2 separate regions of the Sus scrofa genome follow, and region 1 is linked to region 2. The links are chromatin contacts, called in public Hi-C maps. All regions are on one chromosome and are shown on one strand. The core of a region is the stretch at or near the end of the contact, and the rest is flanking DNA. Distances in the headings are between cores, read along the strand shown.

Region 1 (7,724 bases), core at 131-2,630, 47 kb before region 2:
TGACACCTGCCTTACAGGGTTATCCTGAGGCTCAGAGAAGACACGTTCAATAAAGGGTCCAGGGCACAGGCTCCCTGTCTCAGGGGGAAAGATGTGAGGAAATAGAGAAGCGCATAAAAGGAGGGGCCGGGGAATGATGTTTTAAACTGGGGAAGAAGAAATGCGGGGGGGGGGGGGGCTAAGAAGGGTTGCGCGGAAGAGGCCTTTAAAAGGTGGAATCAGGAGTTTTCTGGTGGCTCAGTGGGTTAAGGATCTGGTGTTGTCACTGCCGTGGCTCAGGTTGGATCCCTGGCGGGGGAATTTCCCCATGGCACGGGCCAAAAATATAAATAAATAAAAGGTGGGATCAAAATAGCAAGAAGAAAAGGGAAACAGTCTCACTTTGAGACAAGAGCAAGTATTCTTCCACCTTAGGGAAAAAATTCATTTTCCCCCAAATATAGACTCATGTCCTTAGGTATTTTTTGCTTGAATTCCTGCACCCCTGAATGTTACATGACAGTCGCGATCCCACACCTTCAGTTTGGCTAGGAAGCAGCAGCCTTGCCAGATGTCCCTTGTTGTTCCCTGACCTGGGGCAAAAGCTACTGCACTCTGGGGCAGGGGTGAACCAGAGGTCACACCACCTGGACGCGGCAGCCTGTGCCTGGTGGCACTGGGATTGGATTCTGATCCAGGATGTGCTTCACAGTGACTGTGAGTTCTACCCAAAGCAGACAAATAGGTTCAACTTCTGACTTTGGTAGAACATTAAATTAAACAGTGTGCTATGTAGAAAGAAACTGCTACATGGAAAGCACCCAGTAGGAGCAAATTCTCCTTCTTTTCAAGGTAAATGTGACTTACTCCTTTTAAGACAAAATTCTGCCTGGGTTGAGGCTCTGTCCCTTCTGGCTGTCAGGCAGCTTTTTCTCAGGGTCACAGAGAGTCCCTGAGAAGCTGCTTTTTTCCCCTCTTCCTCTCTCCCTGGTTTCTCTTCACTGGCCCTGATCCTTGCCTCCCATCACTAGCTCAGCAGTGCTGAGACCCTGTGGGAGCAGAGGGCATTCAGGTGTCTGTGCACCTCTGTCTTGGAGGCCTTACCTTTGCACAGGGAGGACACCCAGAGGTCCAGACACTTACCTGCCCGGCCTTTCATCTCATCACCCTTCACCCGCATCAACCACCACCAAACACATCTGCCTCCCCGGATGCGGCCCACTGGGAAGCAGATCTGCACCCAGAAAAAATGCAGTCCTGGGGGGTGGGATGTTACAAGGCTTCCTTACCTGCCTCAGCCTGATTTCCTTGAAGAAAATGAGGATCTCTGGTCCACTTCAGTCAGCCTTCCCCACAGCTGTGAGGCAGAAGGCTCTGCTCATGAACCCTGGGACCGCCTGGTGGCTTCTCACCAGCTTTGGATACAATCAAAGTTCTCCCTGGCAACAGTCCCCCCGCCCCCATCACCTTCTGACCCTGACCCCTCCTTCCTAGTACCAGAGATCCTGCCCAGAGAAACTCCCCTCGTAGTAACATAGATCCTGCCCCCAATACAGCCCCCCCCCCACGACAAGAAGCATAGATCCTGCCCTGAAATCCACCAGTCTGAGGGCATCCCCTCCCCCCAGATCCAGCTCCACACCTGTCCCACCAGGAAGCCTTCTAAGATTCCTGCATTAATGTCAACCCAGGATGGCCACCCATGTTATGTGTCCTTGACCCTAACTTTCTGGTTGGACAAACAGCCTTTTTCACTTTTTCTCAAGTGTTGGGGATGACATATTCAAGATCATTTAAAAATCAAAATGGAGGAACTGCAGTTCAGGCATCTAAAACGGAGCCAGGTGGCTATTGTGGATGTGGTTTCAGACACATTCCTGCATTGAGTCCCAAATTTTCTGACCTATGTCAACCTCAAGGGCATCACTAGCTGATTTCAAGAGTATCTGGTAGCAGCTGCCAGCTGCAGCCTAATGGGCTCAAGGTCTTCCCTTGTAACTGTACAACCATTCCAGGCCCTAGCAAAGCACCCTTACTTGTTGCCAGCTCCGAGCCTAATTCTTGACAAAAAACTTATGCAATTTTGTGGGGTTTGCCTATATAAGCTTCTTCCATTTTGTGGTCCAATGAAACACAATGCAAGTACTTCTTGCATCTGTATCCCCTGGGTTATAGTCCTCACTTTGGCTCAAATGCAACTCTTTTCTCCCTTATTTTAGATTGTTTCCTGATTATTTGCATCAACATCGGGTCCCATCCATTTTATGTGATAATGGGCAGGGGTCTCATATGCGATCATCTTTTTATCCTCTAAACATAACGAGAGTGATGGGTTGTGTATTGCGCCTCCACTGTGTTCCTAATCCTCGTGGATGACCTTGTGAAGAACTTTCTCCCCCTTTTATAGATGGGGAAGCCAGAGAAGGGCAGTGACCTGCCTAATATCTAAACATCTGAGGTTCTCTCTGGTTTTTTGCTCATCACACGCCCTTGGGTGGCATTTAGCAAAAGGAATGTTGACTGTCTTGGGCTAGAGAGAAATTTGCATGATTTTGTAAGTTTCAGAACAAAAGACCCTCAGCTTTGAACTGAGGTGTGTGGACAGTGGCTTGGAGGGAGGGGTGAGGAAGGCAGAGGTCCATGGAGGGGTACATTTCTGACTCCAGTTAGGAGCTCCCAGCACTGTGGTCAAGAGGAGCCTTGGATGCAATCTCAGGCAGGTGTTTGCCTGCCATCACCTTTGCACAGGGCCAGATTCTGGCCTCCAGGAGGGCCTGGTAATACAGTAAGCTCCTTTATGGGAACAGTATTTCTGGGTCAGCATGGCTGAGCCTTTCTACTGTAGAAGGACAGATATGTGACTCCCAAGACATGTCCCCAGGTGACAGTGCCCATTGTCCCCTGACCTCCAGTAAAACTCCTGAAGGCTTGGGACCTCCCATCAATGACTCAGCACCAAGGACCTCCTTCTGAGGTTTCTGCTTTAAGGGTTTAATGGATGTGAAAGTGCTTTGACATGTAGAAAGAATTATACAAATACTGATAAAGTCGAGGCTTGTAACTCTCCTGGAAGAAGGCATATGGGAAGATCTTCATAGCATTGGTTGTGGCAGTGATTTCATGATTATGACACTGAAGGCACAGGCAACAAAAGCAATAATAGACAAATGGGACTGTATCTGACCATTTCATTCAATAATATGAGTTGGAGATATGCTTATATTTGTACATAGAGATCTACCTCACCTGTTTTTAAGGTTGTGTAATATCCCATGTGTTAGACAACTATAAAAGAGTAGTGAATTCATTTGAAAGTGCAGAAAATTTTTGCAAGGTGTATTAGTCAGAATTCTTCAGAGAAAGAAAGAATGAGAGGGAGAGAATGAGAGAGAGTGAGGGGAGGCGGTGGGGGCAGCAGCAGAAGCTGCCCCAATTATTGCAGAAGGTAGAAACAGGATTGCAGAGAGCAAGGAGCTGATTTTTTTTTTTTTAATATGGCAGCAGAGACAGGATTCCCCCACGCTGTCATCCACTTGATGTGTGCAAAGGCATATTACTTATTAACCTAGGACAGTCAGATTGTTCCAGAGTGAAAGTGAATGATTTTATAGACCCATAAACTCATGGATTCCTGCTGCTGGCAGTCTAATGCCATTATTGGTGGTTTGCTGCCCTGTGCAAGTGGAGACTTTGCTGCCTTAGGAGGTGGAATGCAGAGGGCTGGAGGCAGGCAGGTTCTCACTCTAATTTGAACTACTCCTCAGGAGTTCCCGCTGTGGCACAGCAGGTTAAGGATCCAGCGTTGTCTCTGTGGCAGTGTGGGTTTGATCCTCAGCCTGGTGCAGTGGGTTGGGATCCAGTATTGATGCAGCTGTAGCATAGGTCCCAGCTGCGGCTTGAATTTAATCCCTGGCCTGGATTCATATCATATGCTGCAGGTTCAGTCCAAAAAAAAAAAAAAAAAAAGTGAGCTACTTCTTGAGGGATATGATCACAGTGGTCTGGGAGAAGGTCTGTCTCTGAACAGCCAGACCAAGGTTCCCAGCAGGTGCCTTACATCATCGGGAGGCTGTGGCCTGTAAAGGCTGAAACGACCTCAGTGTTCTTCTGACCTAAGGTCTTTATGCTGCAGATGAGGAAGCTGGGAACAAGAGAAATTAGACAACTTGATAATCAGGGTTCAAGTATGAGGTCCAGTATTTGGTTCTGAAAACTGAATTGTAGAAGCATAGGACTGGGAATTCCTAGTTTAGCATCAATTTGTACTTAAAAGTTCTGGGGAGATAGTTGATAAAAGCTTTGTGTGAGGAGTTCCCATCGTGGCTCAGCGGAAACAAATCTGACTAGTATCCATGAGGACACAGGTTTGATCCCAGGCCTCACTCAGTGGGTTAAGGATCTGGCGTTGCCGTGAGCTGTGGTGTAGGTAGCAGACGTGGCTCAGATCCCGAGTTGCTATGGCTGTGGTGTAGACCAGCGGCTACAGCTCTCATTAGACCTCTAGCCTGGGAACCTCCATATGCCATGGGAGCGGCCCTAGAAAAAGGCAAAAAGACAAAAAAAAAAAAAAAGGCTTTGTGTAAGTCAGCTCTACGATATGATTATAAAAAAATAAGCATGCTGTATTTAAGATATTTATGATATTTATGAAATAAAATTAATATATGCACATGGAAGGAATTGAAAAATATTAAAGAGCATAAAGACAAAGTCAGAAATCACTCATAAAAGCAACATCTCTACTACCTAAAGCCAATAATTGGAAATATTTTGTGTGTACATATATCAAAAATATTATATAAAGCAATCATATTGCATGTACAATTATATATCGCCGCCTTCTTTTTTTTTTGCTTTTTAGGGCCACACTTGTGTCTCATGGAGGTTCCCAGGCTAGGGGCTGAATCAGAGCTACAGCTGCCGGCCTACACCACAGCTCACAGCAACACCAGATCCTTAACCCACTGAGCGAGGCCAGGGATCGAACCCGAAACCTCATGGCTCCTAGTCGGATTTGTTTCTGCTGTGCCATGATGGGAACTCCCTCTCTACAGTTTTATCACATGTATAGGTTCATGCATCCACAACCACAGTGAAGACCGGAAGAATTCCATTACTACAAGGGGCTCTCATTTTGCCCTTTTATAATCCCATTCTCTTCCTCTCATACCCTCTCGCTCATTCCTGAACCCTGGCGACCACTAATCGGTTCTCCATGTCTAAATTTCATCTTTTCAAAACTTTTATATAAATGGACTAATTTTGGTGTATATATTTAAAACATTTTTGGATGTATATGTATAACCTTTTTTTTTTTTTTTTGGCTGCACCTACACTTTGGTATATAAATACCCTTTTATTTTTTGACTGCACCCGTGGCATGCAGAAGTTCCTGGGCCAGGGATTGAGCCTGCGCCACAGCAACAACCTGAGCCACAGCAGTGACAATGCCAGCTTCTCTACCTGCTGAGCCACCAGGCAACTCCTATATATAACTTTCAGGATTGTTTTTTTCCACTCGGCATAGTTTCCTTGAGATCTATCCAGTTGTATCACTAACTCCTCTTTATTGCTGAATACTCTTCCAGGATATGGATGTGCCAGTTTGTTTAACTAGAGGGGGTAAGGCATGTTGCCTGTTGGCCCTGTTTAATTTCTAACAAAAAGAGTTGAAGGACATATGGGTTGTTTCCAGTTTTGCGCAATTAAATAAAGTTGCTATGAGCATCACATGCAAGTTTTTATGTGAAGATATGTTTTCATTTTTCTGGGACAAATGACCAAGAGCATTATTACTGGATCATGTAGTAGTCGTGTGTTCAATTTATAAGAAAATGCTTGAAATTTTTTTTTTGGAGTGTGAATTGTATATTTTTAACATGTAGTATGAATATTTCTGTAAATAATTAAATGGGCATTGAAAAAGAGATTTTAAATGATGACATAATATTGCATGGGATGGATATAGCATAATTTATTTAAACTTTTCCCCAATATTGAATATTTTGGCTGTTTCAGATTTCTTTTTTTCCCTGTAGAAATCATGAGTAGACACCTGCATGTGCAGTTGGTGTGAAGAACAGGCCAGCTGGGACTGGTTCTTGCAGTGCCCAGGGATGAGCAGGTTCTGAAAGATAGATCGTGTTCACTGCACTGCACAGGGCCCTGGAGGAGACATCTGCTGAATGCCACATCTTTTTTTTTTTTCTTCCTTCCTTTTTGCTTTTTAGGGCCACATGTGTGACACATGGAAGTTCCCAGGCTAGGGGTCTGATCAGAGCTAAAGCCAATGGCCTACACCACAGCCACAACTCCAGATCCGAGGTGCATCTGCAACCTACACCATAGCTCATGGCAACACTGGATCCTTCAGCCACTGAGCGAGGCCAGGGATAGAACCCGCAACCTCGTGGTTCCTAGTCGGATTCATTTCTACTGCGCCATGATGGGAACTTCTGAATGCCATGCTTTTCAGTGTATAGTAAGAAATACAAGTATTGTACACACAGGATGTGCTCACAGAGGCAGCCGGAATGAAGGACATCCCCTTCAGCCTCCATTGGAAGGCTATCATGATTGGAAACTCCTAAAAAAGAGAAAGACAGTTCTTCCTGTGATCAATGCCAGGCTATTCAGATGGCCCCCAGGTGAGCTTGGAACCAGGTAAAGGATGGGCTACCTTTTTTTTTTGGACCACACCTGTGGCATATGGAGGTTCCCAGGCTAGGTAGGGGTCCAATCAGAGCTGTAGCCGCTGGCCTACACCACAGCCACAGCAACGCAGGATCTGAGCCTCGTCTGCTATTACACCACAGCTCATGGCAACGCTGGATCCCCAACCCACTGAGCAAGGCCAGGGATTGAACCCGAGTTTTCATGGATGCTAGTCGGGTTCATTAACCACTGAGCCATGATGGGAACTCCAAGGGTGGGCTGCCTTAATGGCCCAATTTTCGTGGTCTAGTGCCTCCTTCTCATCTTGGGAATAGTCTTGTCATAGGACAGAACAGGACATCTACGAGTTGAGGTACACATGAGAGTTTCATTGGACTCTGCCCTTGGTCACTCGCTTGATTTCTGCCTGTCTGTGTGTGAAACCTCTTCTGATGGACACGATATTTATTTTGTGAATTGGCGCCCTCAATCAAGTCCTATGAGCCAGTAGCTTTTCTCTCTCTTTCCACTGACTTTGTTTCTTTGGTTTTTTATCCATCTTGGGTTGGTTCTGCAGCTCAACCCAACCCTCAGGGAGAAATGCAGCTTCCTCCCAAGTTCTCAGAGGCTACCTCACTATCGCCTCTAAGTAGTTACAACTTTCACAATTGTAGATAACGTTCATTCTTCAAGGAACTTGTATTCTTATCAAGAACCCATTCTACATGAGTCTTGTTTTTTTATTATTTCTTTAAAGGAAATTTTAGAAGCAGTCATTGGGTTCAAGAATATGAAGAACTTTTTTTTTTTTTTTTTTTGGTGGGTGGCCATTTCTAATGTCATCCCTAGAAAAGCAGCTCATTCTGGAGCCTTGTGGGAATGCCCCCTCCAGTTTAGGTTTATCAACACTGGGCAATTGATGTTTTTTAATGCAAATTTGGTAGGTGACAAAGGCATCTATTTTACTTTTTAGGTCTTTTTCTTTAAAAAAAATTTTTAATTGAAATATAGTTGATTTACAATGTTATATTTCACGTATACAGCAAAGTGATTCATATTCAAAGTTATATGTATATTTAGTTATTCTTCTT
Region 2 (7,711 bases), core at 3,259-5,758:
CGCCCTGGGTGTGTGCCGGCCTCCCGCCGCCGCTGGCGTTCCCTGGGGGAAGCCGGGAGCGGTGGATGTACTGGAAGGAGCACCCTCGAGAGAGCAGGAGGCATGGCCCACAGCAAGTTAGAGGCAGCAGAGAAAATTGTCTTTCAGTCAGATTAGGGACTTGTTTTCCACTTCATTTGGGAAGATGCAGTATTTCCCAGGCCACGCAGTGGCCCTGAGACTTTCTGGACAGGTGGCCTGTGTGCCTGGCCATGCCCGCACCTTGGGGTGGCAGCCCCTGGGCTCGAGGCAGTTTGGCCACCTGAAGGTAGGTCAGGTGGATGTGCTGTGAGCCGTGCCTGATGATGCCTCTTCTCTCCCCTGTCCTCTCGCAGCTGAGCGGGGATGAGAAGGTTCTGGAGAGCTGTTTGAGCCTGGGTGGCCACCGAGCCCCTGTGGTCACCGTGGACTGGAGCACGGCCATGGACTGCGGGACCTGCCTCACAGCCTCCATGGACGGCAAGATCAAGCTGACCACCCTCCTGGCCCATAAAGTCTGAGGGGACCGGTCCTGAGGGACACCCACAGAAGCAATATTACCCTGGGCAGGGGGCCGGCAGACAACATGGAAAGACAGGACGCTCCACTCCCAGCCCCCTGCCAGGGCGGGGAGTCTTCAGGGAGAGACCGTCCAGGGGGCTCGGCCATGTCCAGCTGCCGGGGCCAGAATGTGAGCCACATGGAGTGGTTGCCCGTGTTCCCCAGATACCAGGACGCTTGGCTCTGCCAGGAGCAGGCTCCAGACGCGGGAGGAACACTCAGGAAGCAGGAGAAGCACTGTCACGGCTGCTCTGTTGGCCCAGAAGAGATTGAAAGTATTTTGTATATATTCGCTCACTTTTCTTTTTTAAAAAAAGGATGCTCTTGCGGCCACCTGGTGTCTCTTTCTGGAATGTGTGTGCGGCAAAGCGTCTCCTTTTCCCCTTTGCCCTGGCGATGGTCAGTTTGAGCCTGGGCCCCACGCCGCAGCCTTTACCTCACTGGCGTGGTGCTGACCTTCTCTGAGACTGGCCTGTTGCTTTGCCGTAGAAGTAGGACACCTCTCTACTGTTCCATTGGCTAACCAAGGTTTCTGCCGTTCCTATTTCTCTGGGCTTAAGTCAGGGCGGCCATTGTGTCTCTTTTTCCCCTGAGAGTTGGCAACTTTTGTTACAGAAGCTCCTGGGAACAAAGGCATGGTCTGAGCCTGCTGCTCCTCTGCATCCTGGTAGCTCCGGTTTCCCAGGACCTGTTATGGTGGCGCCTCTCCTTTCAATTTCAGCTCCTTGAGTTTGACAGAGTCACCGCCAGCGCCTCTGCTGGTGAGTGGCCAGAGGGCAGGAGCAAGCGGGCCGAGGGCTGGGCCTGAACCTGGGGTTCAGGCCATATCCATGTGTCCACCCCCTGGCCCTCTGCTCCCTGGCTGTGGTGGGACCTGGAGGCAGATGCCCTCACAGGGTGGGGGTTGGGGATGAAGGACAACCCCCTTCTCTGGCCTGCCTTTCCATCCGGGGCGGGGAGGCACATCCTCTGCCCGCAAACCTCATGGTGGGATTTCAGGCCTGGACCTCAGGCTAGGATACTGGACACTTGACAGACTGCTTAGCACGTTGGTACAGAGGCTCTTTGGGCTCAGTCCAGATCCGGGGTGCAGGTCTGGTGTTGGGGTGCTCCCAGTTACCTACTTTTGGAACATCATGAGATTGGTACTGAAGCTTCGGCTCCAGTTTGCTGGGCGTCGGAAGGGACGTAGGGTATGTGTGTGGCTCAGTTATGCCGAGACCCCAGAGACCTGGTCATGGGCGCTTCCATATTTTCACCCATTCCCACCTGGTAATCCTCCTTCAGATGAGCAAACCCAAGACTTTCCCATTTATAATTTTTGCCATCTTCTGCATTGAAACAGCAGCATTATTTAGCTCCTGCAGTGATTCTGTAGGGTGTTTAAAAAGTGTTCATGTGTTTCAGTTGAGAGAGAATTCACGGTTTTAACTTTCTTCATCTTGAAGTTTGTCTTGGGCCCATTCTCTCAATACGTCCCCGCAGCTTGCTAAAAATGTCTTTTAAGGTTTGGAGAAGAACAACACTGTCTCTTCTGTCATTTCCTTTGGGATCTGGGCTGGATCCCTCCCTCCCTCCCTCTTGTGAGCTTGGCCCGTAGCTGATGTGACCGAGGCTCCATCAGCATGGGTAGAGGTGGAAGAAGGTTCCACATCACGTTGAGGCCGCCTAGAAACGAAACCACAATACCATTAACCTCTGACCTTTTGAAATTACCACGTGCAGCATATGCTGCGGGCCCCCCTGCCCCCACCTGGCTTTGTCTCCGGCCTCCAGCCCCTCCCAGGGCCTGTCAGCAGGCACTCCTCCTGGGTTCCTCCCGCCCCCCACCCCCAAGATGAGCTCCCACCCTCCAGTAAAGGCTGTCAGAACTTCAGTTTACCTCTCCTCCATACCTGCTTGGCATCTAGCTGAGAACCCCAGCAAGTCCCCTCCACTAGCTTGGGCAAGGGCAGCTGGAAGAAAACCACCCAATCCAGCCTCAGGCCCCCGAGCTCATGCCTCGGGCGCAGATGTGGGCCCCGGCTCTGGGCTGGGCTCTGCGGGAGAATGAGGCACATTTCTCTGGCTCTCTTCAGGGCCTGGCCCTGCTCCCCTGCTTCTGCTCCAAGACAGACCCCCGCAGCTCAGCCATCACAGCGCTGCGGGAGCTGACTCTGACCCATTCGAATGCTACAGCTTGGGTTTCTCATCCTCACTCGGACTTTCACACGGGAAACTTTTTATGCAGAGGCTGGTTTCCTGCTCCTCAGGCCCCGTTTTTCAGCAGGTTATGGGAAGAGGTTTTTAAGGAGAAAAAGGTGGAGGGAGTAGTTCTAATAATAGCAAGTGCTCTCTGTTCCTTCATTCACAAAACAAAATGATGCATCTCCACCAATAGACTTGGGTTTGTCCTGGCTCACAGTTGTGGGAGCGGAGGACCCTAGAGGTCAGTGAGCCTGCCCTGGAACCAAATGCAGCCTTTGCCCTTTCCTGTGTGCCCACTTCTGTTCCCCTCTAACCTTAAAAGAACCTGGTTATAGGAATGACATTACTGCGCAATTGAAACGGACTCCTGACTTAGGCCCTCCTGAATGCACACCATGTCTTGTCTAACCTGGTCTTTTCCTAGACAAAAAGGATGATGAATTAAGTTAGTAAGAAAATCTAAAGAATAAAAATTTTAACAATTAAAAATGGAGCATCTGATTGCTGTGGCTCCAGTCACTGCGAGGTACGGGTTTGATCCCCAGGCCTGCACAGTGGGTGAAAGGATCTGGCATTGCTGCAGCTGTGGTGTAGGTCGCAGCTGGGACTCAGAGTCAGTCCCCGGCCTGGGAACTTCCATATGCTGTGGGTGTGGCCTTAACATAAACAGTGAGTAGCTTTCTACCCTCAACAGTCCCCGTGAGCAATCCTGCAGGCAGATGACCCAGGCGAGATAACATCTAAAGGGGTCAGCACTCAATGGAGAAGGATGCAGAACCCAACCTCCTGCCTCCATGAGTCACTGAGATTCTACCCCCCTGCCCCCCGCCAATTTTCCCTGTAAAAACTGTCATGGTTGAGCAGAATCTTGGGGGATTGCCAACTTTCCTGATGAAGGCATATTTCCCTTCTAGTGACACTTGCCTCTCAAATTACTGGCATAGAGGCGATGAGCAGCCGAACCTGGGTTCAGTTAGAGAACCAGAGTAGAAGCAGGTCCTGCCCATCTGTGTTGGCCTCCTGAAGAGGCTGCAGGCAGAGCCCTGGCTCATCCCACAGCTAAAGGATTTAAACTTCCCTGGCTCAGCCTCCTTCGCTTGGGTTGAAGATTAGTATGGGGTTAAAGTGCTTTGGAGAAGCTGAGATGCCACACAGCTGGAAGCGAGAACGCCTGGCTCTGGATTCAGGGTTCTCAAACTCTGGATCACTCTCCACCACCCTGCACTTCCAGCACATGGAGAGTAATTTTCTATTACTAGCTATTGGTTATAAATCACACTTCAAATGGCCGTCTCGATAGTTTTGTGTTTGGGGATCGGACTGTCGGTTCTGATCATCCTTTTGCCTCAAAATATGGTAGGAGTTACACCTGTAACGGCTTGTGCTAGCCTTTTTACTTGTGTCTGACACCTGGGGTTTCTTCGCCTGCCTCTTTTAGGTTACTATGAGTGGTGTGATTTTAAATAAAACTAGATGCTAACCCCACGTGTGAACTGCAGTGCTCAGCATCAGGCTGCAAGGAAAGCAGCGAGGACACCTGGGCAGCCTGCCAGAGCACCCCGCTAGTGCAGGGAACACCTCGAAGGCCAATTTGAATATTATTAGTAAGACCTACTTTCAAGATAACAAATGTTAACAGTCTTTAATTTCCCTTCCTGCCTCTGAGGGGTTCACCTTGCACCACCCCTGCTCCCAGGGGGATGTATGCCTCCAAAGAGTGCGGAACTCAGGCTTTGGGAATTCTCTCCTGCTCCCTCCGGCAGAGTTTCAAAAATGCAGATCCACCTGCTCCTCTGCCCCTAATTTCTGGTTCAGGGGGCCTGGGAATTGACACTTTAACAAAATCCAATCAGCAAGCCTCAAATAGAGATACATTTGGGTACAAGATACTGTTAAAATCATTCATGATGCTTCTTAAAGAACAATAAGGCAAATTTTATTCAATAGGATTTTGCAGCAGGGGAAAAGATTGGGCTCAACCACTGCAAGGAAAAGTGGCAGGGCTGGCGTCAGTGGATGCATGATTAAGAGGAAACATCAGGGGTAAGGGGGATTCTGGCCAAACTGACCTAACAGGATTCTTGCGGAGGGCAGGCGGCGGGGGTGGGGGAATCAGGCATCACCTGGGAGCTGGTGGCAGCTGAAAATCAGATATGGAGGGTGGGTGGACGCTGGCTAAACCAACTTGGCAGTATTCTTGCTAAAAACGGACAATGTGGAGTCCAAGCGACAGGGCCTAGTTGAGAGTTCAGAGGAGCCTGACCTGAGTTTGGTCAAGGAGTGGGTTTGTCAGGACCCGGGACAGCGGGGCCGGCCTCTGATCAGCTGGGGTGTCCTGGCTCCTTGGCCCGGGGCGCAGATCACGCGAGCTGCCGGCAGGGGGCGCGCCCGCGCCTCTGCGCAGGCCGGTGGTCGGGAGCCGGAAGCGCAGGGACGCGGCGGAGCCGGGGGGCGGGTTACCGTGCGCGCGGGGCAGGCTTCCGGCCCGCGGGGATCTGAGCTCCCTAAACCGCCCAGAATCCATCTCCCGGACGCTCCCCGGCAGCCAAGAAGGGGGTGGGGGCCCGGAGGCAGGAAGCCCGGGCCGGAGGAGCGCCGGGAACGCGGGGGTCCGGTAGCCTGCGAGGCCCCGCGTGGATGTTCGGCGTCTCCCCTCCTCCTGCAGGTTGGCATCGGTCTCATCGCTCCAGGGCGGGACGGGGTCCCGGAGGGAAGCGGCGGCTGAGAATGGGAGCGCTGGGCAGGGCCGGCGCCCGCGGGGCGGCGCCGGGGAGTCCCAGGCCCTCACCACCCCCAGCCACCGGGCCAGGGAGCACAGGGCCCGGAGTCTGGAGGAGCAGGGTGCCAGTCCTGACCCGGCCGTTTCGAACTTTTTTTGTGATTTCGTGCAATTTGCCAGGTCTCAGATACTCATCTGTAAAATGGGTCTCATAGTATCTGCCTAAGGGTCAAACCAATATATGCATTGACCTCTGTGCAGTGCCTGTGCCAGGCGGTTAGCAGCTGCTCTTCAGATGTGGAAATGACTGTTACCACCTCTTGAATTTTGACAGAAGTGAGTCTGCTCTCTGTGGCCAGAAAGGTTTGGATGATGTCCTGGTAATTCTTTTTTTTTTTTTCCCCCTTTTTACGGCCTCACCTGTGGCATATGGAAGTTCCTGGGCCAGGGGCCCAATCAGAGCTGCAGCTGCCGGCCTATGCTGTAGCTACGTAACGCTGGATCTGAGCCACATCTGCAACCTAAGCTGCAGTTTAGTGGCAACGCTGGATCCTTAACTCACTGAGCTGGGCCGGGGATCCAACCCGCTCACAGAGCATCAGGTCCTTAACCCACTGAGCCACAAGGGGAACTCCCAATTTTTTTCTTTTAAGTTGTAAGCAGCCATTCTAGAGGAGCAATAAAAGATCGAGTTAAGATTCAAAGAGGAACCTCTTATTCTTAGTTGGCCTTTTTCTAGTCACACCTCTGCTCCACTAAGAACCTTTGTACACAGGGACCCTGAGCTGCATTTGGGGTTAACTAAGCGAGGGTGGAAACCTGCATCCCTTGAGTCCTGGGGTGGGGCTGAGCCTTAAGGAGGAGGGGCTGAGGTGGAATCCCCTGGGAGTGGGCCTGGTGGGAAGAAGCCGCATTACATGGGAGACTGGCCCACCCTCCCCCGATCCATTTCACACATGGGAGGAGCCAGGCACAGTTGTCCCTGACCCCAACGCCCAGCTAAAATATGACATCAGAAGTTTGGGGGTTTTTTTTGTTTGTTTGTTGTTGTTGTTTTGTCTTTTTAGGGCTGCACTTGAGGCATATGGAAGTTCCCAGGCTAGGTAGGAGTCGAATCGGAGCTAGAGCTGCTGACCTACACCACAGCCACAGGAACTCAATTCAGGATTTGAGCTGAATATGCATCCTACACCACAGCTCACGGTAACGCTGGATCTCTTACCACTGAGCGAGACCAGGGATTGAACCTGCATCCTCATGGATACTAGTCAGGATCATTACCACTGAGTCACAATGGGAACTCCCAGAAATAATTTTGGATTAAGGGAGGGGATGTTGGCCAGTGAAACCCTCATTGTAAATCGAAATGGCCTTGAGGTCTCTTACAACCACAGAAGATAGAGGGAATGAGAGGCCTGAGTTGGGGGAGCCAATGGGAGAGATGCTGAAAAGTAGGATAGTCTGGGCAGGCCGGGGACAATGAGCAACATGTCAAATGGCTCAGTGCAGAGGCTGCTGGGGGCATTTCCGCTCAGGGCTGGCTGCCCATGTGGGGCCCTGGCCCCGAGGCAGGTCAGAAGGCTGCTTCTCCCTGAGCCCATCGCCACACCTCCCCTTTGTGCTCATTTGAGTCTCCTGGGCCCCACTCACCTCTGTCCTGCCCTGACCAGTCATCTTGCCAGTGCCTGGAAGAATTCCAGCTTATTGGAATTCATGGGGTTTTATTCTTCTTTGTAGGAATTAAAGCTGAGACTCCCATTCAGTGCAAACAGACCTGTCATTCCTGGTGTGATGTGCTGTCCTGAAGTCACAGAGCTTGGGCCCTGGCTCCTCTTGTGACAGACTAAGGAGATGGAAGCCTTAAAATCTGAAAATAAAAAGAGAGTCCTTCCCACATGGATGACAGCCCAGGGGGCTGAAAAGAAGACCACCAAGAGGAGGAGAGCGGACCTGGTGCCCACGGCGGCAGCAAGGTAGGGCAGCTTCTGGTCAGGGTCCTCCTGGGGAATCAGTGGGGGTGAGAGGGAGGGATTTGGGGCATCACGGTTGCGGGGGGCTGGGTCTTCTGGTGTTGGCAGAACAGTGAGGTGAGGGGCATTTCAGTCTGCAGACCTGTCTCAGCTCTCAGGAGGTGCACAGGCTGCGGTGGCAGAGTGAGCTGTCCCCTCTCACCCCTCCCAGGCGGGTGTGGCCTCAGCCTCTATGGGCACATCAGGCCCTTTGGCC

What was found. A called contact is a pair of places that touch in the nucleus more often than the background predicts.
Region 1: a contact with region 2 is called in a Hi-C map of liver, with 2.1 times the contacts expected there. The contact joins the promoter of STRA8 here to the promoter of C18H7orf49 in region 2. A contact is called at or near these places in 6 of 47 Hi-C or Micro-C datasets (blood, heart right ventricle, liver and 1 more) and 1 of 2 datasets of contacts at active chromatin or transcription factors (alveolar macrophages).

What each region holds. Positions count from the first base shown.
Region 1 is chr18:14,079,019-14,086,742 of Sscrofa11.1, forward strand. It overlaps STRA8 (stimulated by retinoic acid 8), which reads right to left and starts at 1,381. Exons shown (of 11, transcript NM_001285970.1): 1 at 1,269-1,381.
Region 2 is chr18:14,123,216-14,130,926 of Sscrofa11.1, forward strand. C18H7orf49 (modulator of retrovirus infection homolog) reads left to right here and starts at 4,509. Exons shown (of 4, transcript XM_013985607.2): 1 at 4,509-5,431; 2 at 7,223-7,458. The coding sequence starts at 7,337. It overlaps WDR91 (WD repeat-containing protein 91), which reads left to right. Exons shown (of 15, transcript XM_003134652.6): 15 at 375-912. The coding sequence ends at 539.